2 separate regions of the Hordeum vulgare genome follow, and region 1 is linked to region 2. A link is a contact called in public Hi-C data. All regions are on one chromosome and are shown on one strand. The core of a region is the stretch at or near the end of the contact, and the rest is flanking DNA. Distances in the headings are between cores, read along the strand shown. Region 1 holds the start of LOC123443867 (proline-rich protein 36-like). Region 2 holds the start of LOC123443866.

Evidence for each region. Hi-C and Micro-C count contacts between places; a contact is called where the count stands out from the background.
Region 1: a Hi-C map of seedling shows a contact between it and region 2, with 3 times the contacts expected there. The contact joins the promoter of LOC123443867 here to the promoter of LOC123443866 in region 2. A contact is called at or near these places in 2 of 6 Hi-C or Micro-C datasets (leaf and seedling) and 1 of 1 datasets of contacts at active chromatin or transcription factors (embryo).

Annotation. Positions count from the first base shown.
Region 1 is chr3H:360,971,518-360,978,372 of MorexV3_pseudomolecules_assembly, reverse strand. It overlaps LOC123443867 (proline-rich protein 36-like), which reads right to left and starts at 5,555. Exons shown (of 4, transcript XM_045120404.1): 1 at 2,976-5,555. The coding sequence starts at 5,454.
Region 2 is chr3H:360,621,224-360,627,995 of MorexV3_pseudomolecules_assembly, reverse strand. LOC123443866 reads left to right here and starts at 3,088. Exons shown (of 2, transcript XM_045120403.1): 1 at 3,088-3,237; 2 at 3,809-5,453. The coding sequence starts at 3,938. The coding sequence ends at 4,894.

The DNA.
Region 1 (6,855 bases), core at 4,306-6,805, 350 kb before region 2:
CGCCCCCATGCGCGCCACGGTGAGTCACCGGCGCTCCCGAATCTTCTCACCGTCGCCGGCCTATAAATAGTCTCCCCCCCTCGCTCCAGCACCCCTCAGATAGCTTCACCACGATCGCTAGTACCTCCCTAGCCACCCCAGCAAACCAGCAGAGCCCCGATGCTCGAGATCGGCCGAGGCCCCTCCGCCTCGAAGCTCCGGTCGATCTCCAGCTACACGACGGCTCCTGCGCCCCTCGACCCACCAAACTGACCCCCTTGATCCCAGGAAGCTTTCCCCCAACTCGCCCGAGCTTTTCCGTGTCTCTAGCCACCCCCTCGACCACTTCCCGAAACTCCTCCGCCATGGCCTCCTCGTCGTCGACGAACCCCTGCCTCCCCGTCGTTGTTTCGACCACCAGCAGGTAGGCGACAGTCAGGCAAACCCATTCCCGTGTTCATTGGAGCATGAGCGCGTCGGCAACCTCGTCGGCGTCCTCCTCCTCCTCTCTGGCCGGAGGTAGAAGACGACCCCGACAGGTGTACCCCACCTGTCGGTGGCCCAGCCTCCTCCCCGCGCTGGCCTCGGCCATTGACCGTAGGGCCCCGCGCGTCAGGTTCAAACCTAACGGTGTGCGCGCCTGGGCAGGCCGTCGGCTGGCCATGGGCCAGCCCAGCTCTGGCCTGTTTTTCTAAACCTGGATTTCTAAGATTTTTATAAAAACATTTAACCAGAGTAAAAATATAATTCTTCCACTGTTATTTTTCTAAAAATGTGTAGGATTCAATGATATGCTTAGATGAATTCTTCCAGCAACTATTCTATTTTATAATAGTAAAAAGGGCTAAAATGGAATAGTTTTGCTTCTGCTTGGTTGTTTTCAAAAATATTCCTTCAAGGAAAATTAAGGCAAATATTTTTAAAATGATATCTTAGATTTATCAGTAATAGGGAACATTTTTAAAATGACTTTATGGACTGTTTTCTGTGTGAGCCATTCCTTATTTATTGTTTTATCGACGATAGAAAATCCGTGTGACGAGGGAATCGAAGCGGAAGACCTCGAAGACCCCGGATACTTAGCTGACCAAGGCAAGCAGCCCTTTGACCATGACTGAGCATATGTTACTTTGCATGTTATAATAGCAAGTATACCCGTTACATATGATCATAAGTGCCGGTAGTCATTTGATATGATTTTACCGAAGGCTCCCCCGGAGCACATGCATTGAGCTTGACTCTACCCCTTGAGGGTCATGCTAATACCATGTTGACAAGTAAAGATAGCAGTAGCACTATCATGAGCATGATGTTGTCATAAAGCAAGAGTTTATGAAAACCCCGTCGGGTGCCACTAATGCCCGAGGGTGATGATGAGTTAGGTGGTCACTTTTGGTGAAGTGATGCACCCGGTATTTGTGTGAGTAAGGTTTCGGAAATGGGATTAGATTTATGATGTGTCGACCGTCCCAACCTTACCAATACGACCACGTTACCCCTTATGGGACGGGGCTATGTTAATTACTCTGGTCGGTGCTAGCAAAGAGCCACATTACTAGTGGCGGGAGTGATATGTGGTCACTCTCGTGATGGCGTCGTACCGGGTAGGACTATGCCATTTTTATGAGTTCCAGTCACACCGTTGGTCCCCGCATGGTTGGTACTGTCCAGAGTTGGTGCTCGTAAGACGTACAACATGTGGGCTGGGTACCAATCAAGTGGACCTCTTTGTCTAGTATCGTCAGGGGAAAGACATTGATCGGGTACTTACATCGGGTATGTGATATACCGCGAGTTGTGGATGACACGGAAGTTTCCCGGATCTCGTGGGTCCAACGTACTACCTCTGCAGAGTGTAAACTATTCGAATAGCCGTGTCCACGGTCAAGGACAGTTGGGTAATCCTGCTTAAACTACGTCCTGATATTTCCGCATAAACCAAGTGTGCATGAGTGCGTGTGTGTGGTGATAAGAAAAGTGTTGCTATGATAGCAATAATATGACCAAGTTTGGTGACTTGGCATATAGGGTGAACCCGGATGGTTCAGCCCTCGGCAGATATATTGATATCTGTAACCTGTTCTTCAAAAGTAATTCTTTAACTTGATGCATATTCATGATCATTCCACCCAGATGAGTCACACTAGAAATGCATGATATTGTTATCCTTCACTTTCGTTGATTATATCATGGGTTGTTTGCGAGTACATTCAAAGTACTCATTGGCTTGCCACTGGTTATGTTATTGACCAGACATGGAAGGACCGGAGTTTGGAGATGAGTACGTCTTCGGAGACACCCCTGCGAACTAGGACGCTTCAGAATCAGAATGCCTGTCGGTGTAGGCTTGATGGCATGGGCACCCGCTTAGCCCCTTTGTTTTCCGCTATTAGTGTACTCGTGTGATTTGGCCTTAGGCCCTGTCTTGTGAACTTGACCCTTCGGTCATGCGTTGTAATCATCGGTACTTGGATGTAAGACTCTTTATTCAGTATCTATGTTCGGTGAGCATTGATCTCTGGGATCACTGAGCACGGCGATTCTCGACTAGTAAGTCGGGGTCCCCACAGGATATTACGTGTAAGATGAATGCACATAAATCTGGATTGTGCATGTGTGCAACACAATTTCTTCTGTCTATTGTTGTTCTTAAATATACAATATATTATGATTGGGTTTTCCTTGTTGAATTTGAACATTGTTATCAGATCAGGTACCTAAGGAGGCTAGGCAACCAAACCCCACCATTTCGTTGACATGGATGTAAACATCCACAACCATGTAACCATTTCGAGTAAATACGATAATAAATTTGGAGCTTTTCATCATGTTCATGTCTTCATGCTACTGATACCTTAATTGTGCAACACTCATATCCAATCATTATAACTGCTAAGAACTCCATAGATGACCATTAATTACTAGCTAAGACATACGGTTATTTTGTAATATACATGAAATGCAGCCAAAGAATAATAAAATGGAACATTAGTAACCTTTGTTTACGAAAGGGGGTGGTGGTGGTGGCAGAAGTTCCACCGCGTCCAATGAACAAGGAGCGGCCTGAACATTTGGAGAAGATGACTGCTGCCTTAGCTGGGGCAATGACCCCTCTGCTCCATTCTCCAATCGCGGGAGTACTGTAGTTGCACTGTCCATGTTTGCATCCATCGCCTGCGATGCTGGCGGTAGCAGAACTGTTCCCTCTGAGTTAACAGTAACACAATCTGTGGCAGGTACATGCACCGGGGTGTCCACAGCATGTGTCGTAACAGAATTCATCTGTGGCTCTAGCTGTGGCAATAACCCGCTCTTCGACGGTGATGACAGAATGGGTGTTGTGCCCTCTTCAATTGTCCCCAGTACAGGTGCTGGATGATGCACTTGGTCCAATGCCCCTATGACTGCCCCAGTGGCAACCACATCTGGGGTCTGAGCTTGAGGAAGAAAAGCAGGATATGGCAAAGGCTGCAGGTTCTCATGCCCTGAAGGCACTATCTCTGGTGAACAAGCAGTACTATTCTCCTTAGGAGATGGCCGCCGGTGCAGTTGTTGTGGTAATGACCCCTCCGCTCCAGTCTTCGGTGATGTCTCCGTTTTCACATCAATTGCTTCTAATGTAGGCGATAGCTGAGTTGCTTCCTCTGACACATATTCAGCTATAGTGGTGGCTGAATCGTGTAAGATGTATGCAGTCTGTGAGAAGACTGGAGATGGTAGCAGTAGCTGTGATGACTTGAAATTCTCAAACCCTGGAGGTGCCATATCTGGCGAATTGGGCACATCTTGCAAAATAGGAGAAGGTGGTCTTGGTTTCGGCTCTTGCAGTGATCCTTCCACTCCACTCTCTAAAGGTGCCATTAGTGGATGTATGGTATGCATGTCCACATCCATTGCCTCCAATGCATGTGGTGATCCAGCTGCTTCCTCCAATGTCACGGCCAATGGCATCACAGCAGCATCTGACATGATATATGCAGTCCCAGACGGAGGCATGGACAATGGTTGCCATGACAATCTAAAACTCTCAAACCCGGGTGGTGCAATCTCCGGTGAACAAGGAGCAGACTCTGCAACTGGAGTAGTTGATCTCAACAATGGCTGTTTCAATAACCCCTCCAACTTGTTCTCCAATGGTGGCAGCAAGTTGCACACACTGTCTGTCTCGACATCTATTGCCTCCAATGCTGGCACTGGTAACACTGCTTCCTCAGGTGTCACTACCACTGCCTTGGTGGCAATCACATCGGACGAGGCATATGTGTTTTCATTGGGTGGCAGCAGGCATGACAACTTAAAATTCTCAAACCCAGGAGGTGGCGTATCTGGTGAGCAGGGCTCAGCTTGTGTGATGGGAGAAGGTGAACTCAGCAGTGGCTGCCGCAATGGCTCCTCTGCCGCATTCTCCAATGATGGCAGTGGCAGGTTACGTGTAGCGTCTGCCTTTGTGTCCATAGTGTCCAATACAGGCAGTGGATTAGCCACCCCCTCAGGCGCAGACGGATTTAGCAGTGAGTGTGCAGTTTGCACTGACAGGTTGGGGGGGAATAGTGTCGGCCATGAAAATTTAAATTTCTCAAACCCCGGAGGCGCCATCTCCGGCGAACAGGATTCAGCCTCCGTTGGGGAAGAAAGTGGTATATGCATTGCTACTTCAAATGACCCCTCAGCGTCACTCTTACATGCTGACGGCGCGCCAGGCTCTTCCGAGGTCAGTGCAATTGCATCGGTCTGGGCAGCGTCTGGCAAGCCATGTGCAGCTTCAACCTGGGGAGGGCGAGGAGAAGGCGGCTGTGAGTGCTCGAAATTTTCACACCCTGGAAGCACCGTGGAGCAAGGTGGTCGCCGATACTGTTGTGGCAACAACCCCTCTGGTCCACTCTTCAATGGTGGCGTCGGCGGTGCAGGAGCGGTGAGCCGGTTGGCATCCATCGATTCGAGCGCAGCGGGTAGCCGGGCGGCTTCCTCGGACACCATTGCGGCCGAATCAGCGAGTGACTCGTCCGACAGGGCGCCTGCGGTGGAAGCTGGAGGACTAGATGGGGTTGACAGCGATGTAGTTTCCGCCACCGAGGCCGCCACGATTTTGTGCGAGGGAGAAGGCGATGCCTCCGTGGTCGCTGCCTCGGGGCAAGCCTCGACCGCTGGCAGCAGCAAAGGCGAAGCGTGCTGCTCCAGTTTGGTGGCTTCGAGAGCAGGTGAGGCCGGGAGCGAAGGCGGCCTGCCCGCCTCTAGCTTCTTCCCGTCAATATGTGCCGGCGCCGACACCAGAGATTCGTAAGCTTCCGGAGGCGTCGCGGTGACACCTGGATGCGGCGGTGGAGTCGACTCGGCGTGATCAGATTGGGCTGGCTCCAGCGGATCTGCGGTGGTAGGTTGGGGGGTTTCTTGGAGAGGTGGTGCGGAAGGAAATGGTGGTGGTGAACTCATCGGCTTGTCCTCTGGTGGTGGCTCTATCTCCGGTGAACTACGCATAGACCTCGGCGCCGTGAACGGCGGCGGGCGCTGGGAAGGAGAAACGCTCAGCCTGGGAGCCACAAGAATGTGTTTGAGTGCTTATGGGGCTTTTTTCTTTCGGTGGGTACTTCGCTAGGTTGGGCCTTCGCTGCTCGCTGTGCTGGCATGACCCCCAAGACCGTATCCAAACCTAGCAAGGTGGGCCAGCCCGGTATGGCCTGGGCTATACAACTATACGGGTTGTGCCGGGCCGGCACGCGCTCATAGCTTCCTGGCCTAGGCACGGCCCTATATTATATGTGTCGCCATGATGGCACGTTAAGCATGTCGATCCGAGTAGAATTTGCTTTATGAGGTTGTTTTCGGCCTTTAATTCAGATTATTAATGAGTTGTATAAAATAAATCGATTGTGTTGTGCCAGGCCCATCAGGGGTCCGACACGCGGGCGATGGGGTCGACATACGTGGACTGACCAATCTGACCACCTTTGAGTGTATCACATCCTTTAGGGTATGCGGCCTTCGTCAGCCTAGCTTCGACCGACACCATCGTCTCTTTCTCTTGTGTTCCACCCTTTTCCGTTCTCCACCCACTCCTCGTGCCCTAGCTATCGCCGCAACCGACTACTCTACAACACAAATAGCCTTGACCCTGGAACCAACCTTTGATCTAGACCTCTTGTCGGGTCACTCATTAGATCCAACATCAAGTATGGATCCGATGACTATCATATTGAATTTGGACTTCGAGTCTCATCTTACTTCAGAACTGGCTTTGAGCTCGGGTTTGGATACCTCCTTGACGGGCGAGACCCCCATTTCGGTTGATCCGTGTTGTGAAACCAAGGTTTCAACCTCGGCAAACATGCTCCAAGTCAGATTGGCCTATAACCAAGCAATGGACGCGACGGATCTCACGCTCTTAAACGAGATGCTCGACCGAATCTAGAGCTTTTGAATCTCGGACGATCAAACTTCAATCTATGATCGGATCGGATGTAAAGCCGAAGATAGGGAAATATACGACCCAGCTGCCACGCACCTAGTCGCTACAGCAGAAGACTTAACCGACGTACTGGACTACGCCTTAGAAGAGGCAACCGACATGGATGAAGACACACGTGTCCAACCTGGTGTTGCACCATCCAACACTAGTAATTGGGCGGTAACCTCCACATACGGCGTCTACATGGTGGATACCCCCAAAGAAGACGAGTGACAAGAAAAGAAGGACCCCCCCCCCAACGCCAACGAAGTGGGAAGCGTCGTAAATGAACAAATAGAGGCAATGTCAGCCACAATAATGCTAACAATAACACTCTTGAAACAATGACACCCCTGGTGGCGCCAAGGATCAGACCAATGAGGTCGCGCCTATGGGATCGAGAAGAGTATGTCTAGAGGGGAGGGGGTGAATGT
Region 2 (6,772 bases), core at 1,839-4,338:
GGAAATCACACGGTGCCTGAAGAAATTAATGAAATATCCATAAATTATATTTGTCGTGGGTATAAGCCTGACAGTAGATGTGTAGGGTACGAATGAGACGGGCAGAGTCCTAGCTACGGCGAGGTTGTATGAGTTCAGGCCCCTCTGCGGTGGAGGTAACAGCCCTACGTCTCAGTGCTCTCGGAGCTTGTTACCGAGTGTGATATGGAGTACAAAGATTTGCTAACCCCTTGACCAGTGGGGGAGGGCGGCTTATATAGAGTGCGCTGCCCTCCACAACGGTTCTGACTCAGGGGTGGAGTAGTGGCGATTGAACCTGTAACGTATGCTCTAAATGCTAATAAACGCACCCGGAAACGTACGGCAGTTTCCCTCCAGAGAAGTTACGACGTACCGAGTGTATCCAGTCGGTAGGCCCGGTGCTCTCCGAATGTTAGTCTCCGACTGGATGATTCTGAGCCTGTTACCGACTGGATGATGGGGGCACCTTAATTCAGTCGGGGCATACTTAAGGTCCTGTCCCTTGTGTGGGGTAGTCCTTGGGTAGGACATGGAGGGCAGGCCTATGACCCTACCCTAGGACTATGACCCCATCAATATTGATTCAGGAGAAACATACAGTAGAAGCACTACAGTTGTCAACACAGATTTCTCCTCAAAAATTGCTGAAACCCTTCAACTGGATCCAGAGCCAAAATCTAAAGAGTGCCTCAAGCGCTCGGATCGGCCTAAATGGAAGGAAGCAATTGAGGCAGAATTACACTCGCTTAACAAAAGAGAGGTATTTTCTAAAATAAAGCCTACTCCTCATAAAGTCTTCCCCATGGGAGCTAAATGGGTTTTTGTTCGAAAAAGGAACGAAAACAATGAGGTGGTGAGATATAAAGCGAGACTAGTTGCTCAAGGGTTTACGCAGAGACCCGGTATCGACTACGACGATACATATTCTCCTGTAATGAGTGGAATTACATTTGATACTTAATATCTTTGGCAATACAAATGAATCTATCAATGTAGTTAATGGATGTAGTGACCGCTTATCTATATGGGTCACTTGATACAGAAATTTATATGAAAGTCCCTGATGGACTTAAAATTCCGAATCCTAATATAAATCGCAACATGTATTGTGTAAAACTACAAAAGTCACTCTATGGCTTGAAGCAGTCGGGAAAAATGTGGTATAACCGACTTAGTGAGTTCCTTCTCAGTAAAGGATACTCGAATAACAATGATTGCCCATGCGTATTTATAAAGAAATCCTCAAATGGATTTTGCATCATCTCAGTATATGTTGATGATCTCAACATCATTGGCAACGCAACAGATATATCTGTAGCACGCAATCATTTAATGACGGAGTTTGAGATGAAAGATTTGGAGAAAACCAAATTCTGCTTAGGTTTACAACTTGAGCATTTCCCCTCAGGAATACTTGTTTATCAACCCGCTTATATTCAGAAAATTTTGGAAAAAATTAACATGGATAAATCATATCCGTCTAAAACACCTATGGTCGTCCGGTCCCTTGATATGAATAAGGATCCTTTTAGACCTAGGGATGATAACGAGGAGGTATTGGGACCCGAGTTTCCATACCTCAGTGCCATAGGGGCACTAATGTACCTTGCAAATTGTACTAGACCAGACATTGCCTTTGTAGTAAATTTACTGGCTCGACATAGTGCAAATCCAACAAAACGTCATTGGACGGGAGTAAAGAATATCTTCAGATATTTACAAGGTACTAAAGATCTTGGTTTATTCTATCAGAAAAATCAAGACATGACCCTGATTGGTTATACTGACGCTGGATATCTTTCCGACCCCATAATGCCAGGTCACAAACAGGGTTTGTATTTTTATATGGTGGAACTGCTATTTCATGGAAGTCAACAAAACATACATTGGTAGCAACTTCCACTAATCATTCTGAAATAATTGGATCATTTGAAGCTTCACGAGAATGTGTATGGCTCCGCAAAATGATAAATCATATTCAGACATCATGTGGTATCGGTTCATTAGAATCACCTACTATTATCTATGAAGATAATGCTGCATGTGTTTCTCAAATGCATATGGGATATATTAAAAGTAATATCACAAAACACATCTCGCCAAAACTATTTTTCCCTCACCAGTTACAGAAAGATGGAAAAATTAATATTTTGCAAATAAAATCTTGTGACAATCTTGCAGATTTGTTCACTAAGTCTTTACGAACAACATCATTTGAAAAATGCATTCATGGCATTGGTATGAGACGACTACGAAGTTTGCAAAATTCAGGGGAAGAAATTTCCTAGAAATAAACTTATAAGCTCTCCAACGGGTTTCTCATGTAATTTTGAATGAGATAACTAATTATTCTAAAAGTATATATCAAATTCTATTTGTTTTCTTTATATTTTCACAGGATTTTTTTTGAAAAACATAGACAATATAAGATCAAGGATTCTCGAAGTTACAAGATCAAGACAATCAAGAAAATGCAAGATTTTTCAGCACTCAAGACAATGAAGATTAATAACAGCGTTGTCCAAGGAGGAGTGTTAGGAATAAAATATCTTTAGATTTAGGCTAATTAGGCAATTAGCATATTCCTTGGAATATTCTATTTAGCAGTTAGGATATTGGCTTTGTCCATACGTGTGTCTCTCAATTGTCGTCGTGCCTTTTCCAAACGACGCAGCTATTGTAACCGACATGTAGTCACGACTGTTCAGGACATATAAATACATGCAGTCACTACCAATGAAATCACCCCATTCACTTTAACCATTCTTTTCTCTTCACACATGAACCGCGGCTGCAGTGGTGGGCCCTACGCATCATTCTCGCTGACAACCCACCGAGTCTATGGTGGAGGGGCCCTCGATCTACCGACGCTAGCGCAACACCGGCAGGTAGGGACCACTTGGCAGACGCGGGGTCGGTCGGCGAACAGTGAGGTCGGATCACGGAAGGCGGCCGCGCTGGCCGACGTGGTGGAGCCATCGCGAGGGTGCGAGCGAGCCTCGGCCAACCACGTCACTGTCCACGTCAGACGACCCACCTATAAAGACGTAGCAAAGCCGACTTGCCCATCACACTCTCGTTTCTTTCTCCTTTCCCTTCCCCTCCTCCCCTACCTTAGCGTCTCCTCGCCGCTACCCTCCTAGGTCTCGGCGCCGCCGCCGAGGGTCTCCGGCGGCCACGGACGCGGTTCGCTGTTACCCCTGACTGCCCGGCACGGTAAAGCTTCCTCCCTCCCGCTTCCACCTCACCGTCGCTGCTCGGTTTCGCCGGCGCCGATCTGGCCCGCTCCGCCGTTGACCCCGCCCGATTCGGCCGCCTCTCGCGGCGGATCTTGCGGACCAGGTCTCTGCGCGCGTTCCGTGGAAGAATTTGTTCGACGCGTTCGCTTCTCGAGCGGATCGATCGAGGGTAGTGGTCTGCCGCTGTATTTTGGTTTGTCTGCTTTTTTGGGCCGGATTGTTGATATTCTTCCTAGATGCAGTCCTCCAAATACGCGATGAACAAGACTTCTGCTAGGCCTGTGCCGATCGCTAAAAAATCTCCTGATTTTTAGGCGATGTCTAGTAAAGTTTGTTTGGTTTCTTATTGGGAGGTGTTCATTTCCAGATGGGTTAAGTTTATTTTGTTTCGGATCAGGGGCCAGACTTGTGAATTGTTTCTCTGTGAAGATTAATCGCCTTCTTGTTAATAACAGCGTAATCCCTTGTTGTACATATGTGTGGCCTGCTAGAATGTGCTGCTTGCGACCTGATTAAACTCTTGCTTCTTGGATGTTATTCTGTTTCAGAAATTTGAAGTTGGATATAAGAAATCAACCTAGCGTCTGTCTTGTTGTCTGTGTAGCCCTTTCCTTTGGATTGCAGAGAATTTTCAAACAAACCAACAACAACTTGCATCTGACTGACTTGAGGTAGCTATGCCAAAGGACAGGAGCTCCCGTTCAGTCTCGCACGAGCGCTGCCGATCTCGTGTTTCTCCATACAAGCTGCGGAGTGGCTCTCGCAGGTCAGAGGAGGCTGCTGCCGTTGCCGCCGCTGCAGCAGCAAAGCAGGCTGCAGAATGGGAGGAGGTTCGCTGCCCTGTGTGCATGGACCACCCTCACAATGCTGTTATGCTTGTCTGCTCGTCACATGAGAAAGGCTGCCGCCCATTCATTTGCGACACAAGCTACAGACACTCCAATTGCCTCGATCAGTTCCGCAAAGCCTCCAAGGAGTCATCTAAGGATTCAGGGGCAGCAGAATGCGCGGAGTGCCAGCAGCCAGTTAAACTGGCATGTCCATTATGTCGTGGGCCGGTCAGCCATTGGACCAAGGATTATGATGCACGGAAGTTCATGAATTCTAAGGTTCGAGCATGCACCATGGAGTCATGTGAGTTCAAGGGTGCGTACAACCAGCTGAGGATGCACGCCAGGGAGGATCATCCTGCTATACGACCAACAGAGGTGGACCCCAATCGACAGCAAGACTGGCATAGGATGGAGCAGCAGCGTGATCTTGGAGATTTGTTCAGCATGCTGCGTTCGGGAATCAGTGGCAGAGATGATGGGGTTGGAGCCAGTGAAGGTGAAGACGGCATCAGTGAGAGATCCTTACTCGCCACGTCCATAACAATGGTCTTCATTGTGCGGTCAGGCAGGTCCATCCTCCACTACACAGACGGGGAAATCCCAGGTCGTCGATCAAGAACAATTCTTCTAGTTGGGGAGCCTCGTGGTGAAGCCTCCCGAGCACGAGGGTCAAGCGGCAATGGTGATGCTGAGGCTGCTACTACCGACAATGAGGAAACTGATGACTTGGCAATGTCCACACAGGCATCTGCTGGTTCTGAGCAAGATGCTGGAGAAGCCGACGGCGATCCTGCACAGTGATGCTGCTTAAGGTTAGCCCCCTTACTCTCTTGGACTGAAAACCCTAGCAGCAAGCCATTTATCGTGGTTTGCCGGGAGTCCGGGTGCATGTCGGGAAGAAACATCCGTGCCAGCTTGTCTCAGGCGTAGTCAGGACATTCTTCCGTAAGGAGTCGGGGAACGTGGTGGAGCTGGAGTAGTGTCGTTTATATCCTGCTGGGATCTGTCGGCAAACATAAACATTAGTGGTGGCGTTGTACTATTGGAACATGTCCGCTATTTGGTACTCCGGTGAATCGTTTCGCTGCGTTGTAATTCTTTCTCTCCATTCTGCTGAATTCCATTTGGCTGCGTTGTAATTGCATATGAGTAGATCCTTTCTGCATTCGAAAAAATTGTTGTATAGCGTTCAGGTTTTAATTCCACTTATGCCTGGAGGAGCCCGAGAAAGTGGTCGAATGACAATGAATGAAGTACTCCTTAGTTCAGCCATAAGATGTTTTGGATATTTTAACATGGACTACGTACGGATTGAAAGGACTGAAATGAGTGAATGAATAAACACATTAAATTTTTAGTACTTCCTCCGTCATAGTTCCTTCTTCATACTTTTAGAAGGCATGCACGTGTACATAGATAATTTAACATATATAAAATATATTGTTTAACATAAAAATTATATCATTAAAAAATAAAGTATCTAAGTTTCTAATGATATATTTGTCTTTCGTTAAGTTGATCAAATTGATAATTTAGATACATATGCCGGACTTATAAAACATATGTCAGACTTGTAAACTAAGACTGAGGAAGTATGAACTATGGACTAAAATGAGTGAGTGAAGAAAATGAGCGAACAAACATATTAAAAAATTAATATGAACTATGAAATTAAAAAATAATATGGACTATGGATTATAATGAGTAGTAAACAAACGCATTAAAACGTGTCTTTATAAAGAAAAAGGGGAGACTACTGATAGTAGACTATCCATCAGATCAGTCCAGTGCCGTATCATCCATGATCCACCAGCGCTAGCCTTTTAACTGCTAGTCAAATAAAACTGCTCCATGAAACACGCACGGCATGTACTTTTCATGAACTATTTTCCACATGTAAACAATTTCTCTATGGTGATGCTTGCCATTAATTTCCCTCAGTAAACCATCAATACTTCTGCTTCAAGCATTGCAAACCATGCTTCATAGTTGTTAGTTTATTTTCGTTCTGCAGAAGTCATGCTTAAACACTATAGCCGTGCTTCATAATCTGTAGTAAATCACCATCCAATCAAGTGGCGTGCTTCCTTCATTTATTAGATAAAATGCTTCCGTGCACTATGATCTTCCAATTATTTGATTTACCAGCAATTCGGTTGAGTCGCCGTACAAAATTTAATAAATTTACATAACTTATTATTGTATTGCTTCGGCACAAGAAAATAAACGGATCATACATCCATGATTTAAATTAGACACGGTTCCAATTGTTATTGTATCAACATTTAAATGTTCACCACATATGCTTCCATGCTTTGCATTATTGTTTCAAACATTGTCATTGTATGCTCCCTTTTCTATTTTTGTATATGCTTAATATGTTATAATCGAAGTTACTTGCTTTCGACAGAATTTTACAAAGCTTCATAAAATATTATTCAGTGCTTCATCAACATAAAAAAGAAGAACAAAACATGCACCCTTTAGTTTGATTGCCTGCTTCAATAGTAGAACCAACACAAATGCACATCTTCCTGTTAGTTGCTTCATGATTGTATCAATATTGTTTTAGTTCTTGAATAGCATGTCGGGCGTGGCCGCTGATCAGAAAGGGGGTTGTTGTTGTCAGCCGACGTCCTCTCCAATGATGTCGCTACCACTAGCAGCCACCTCATTGTC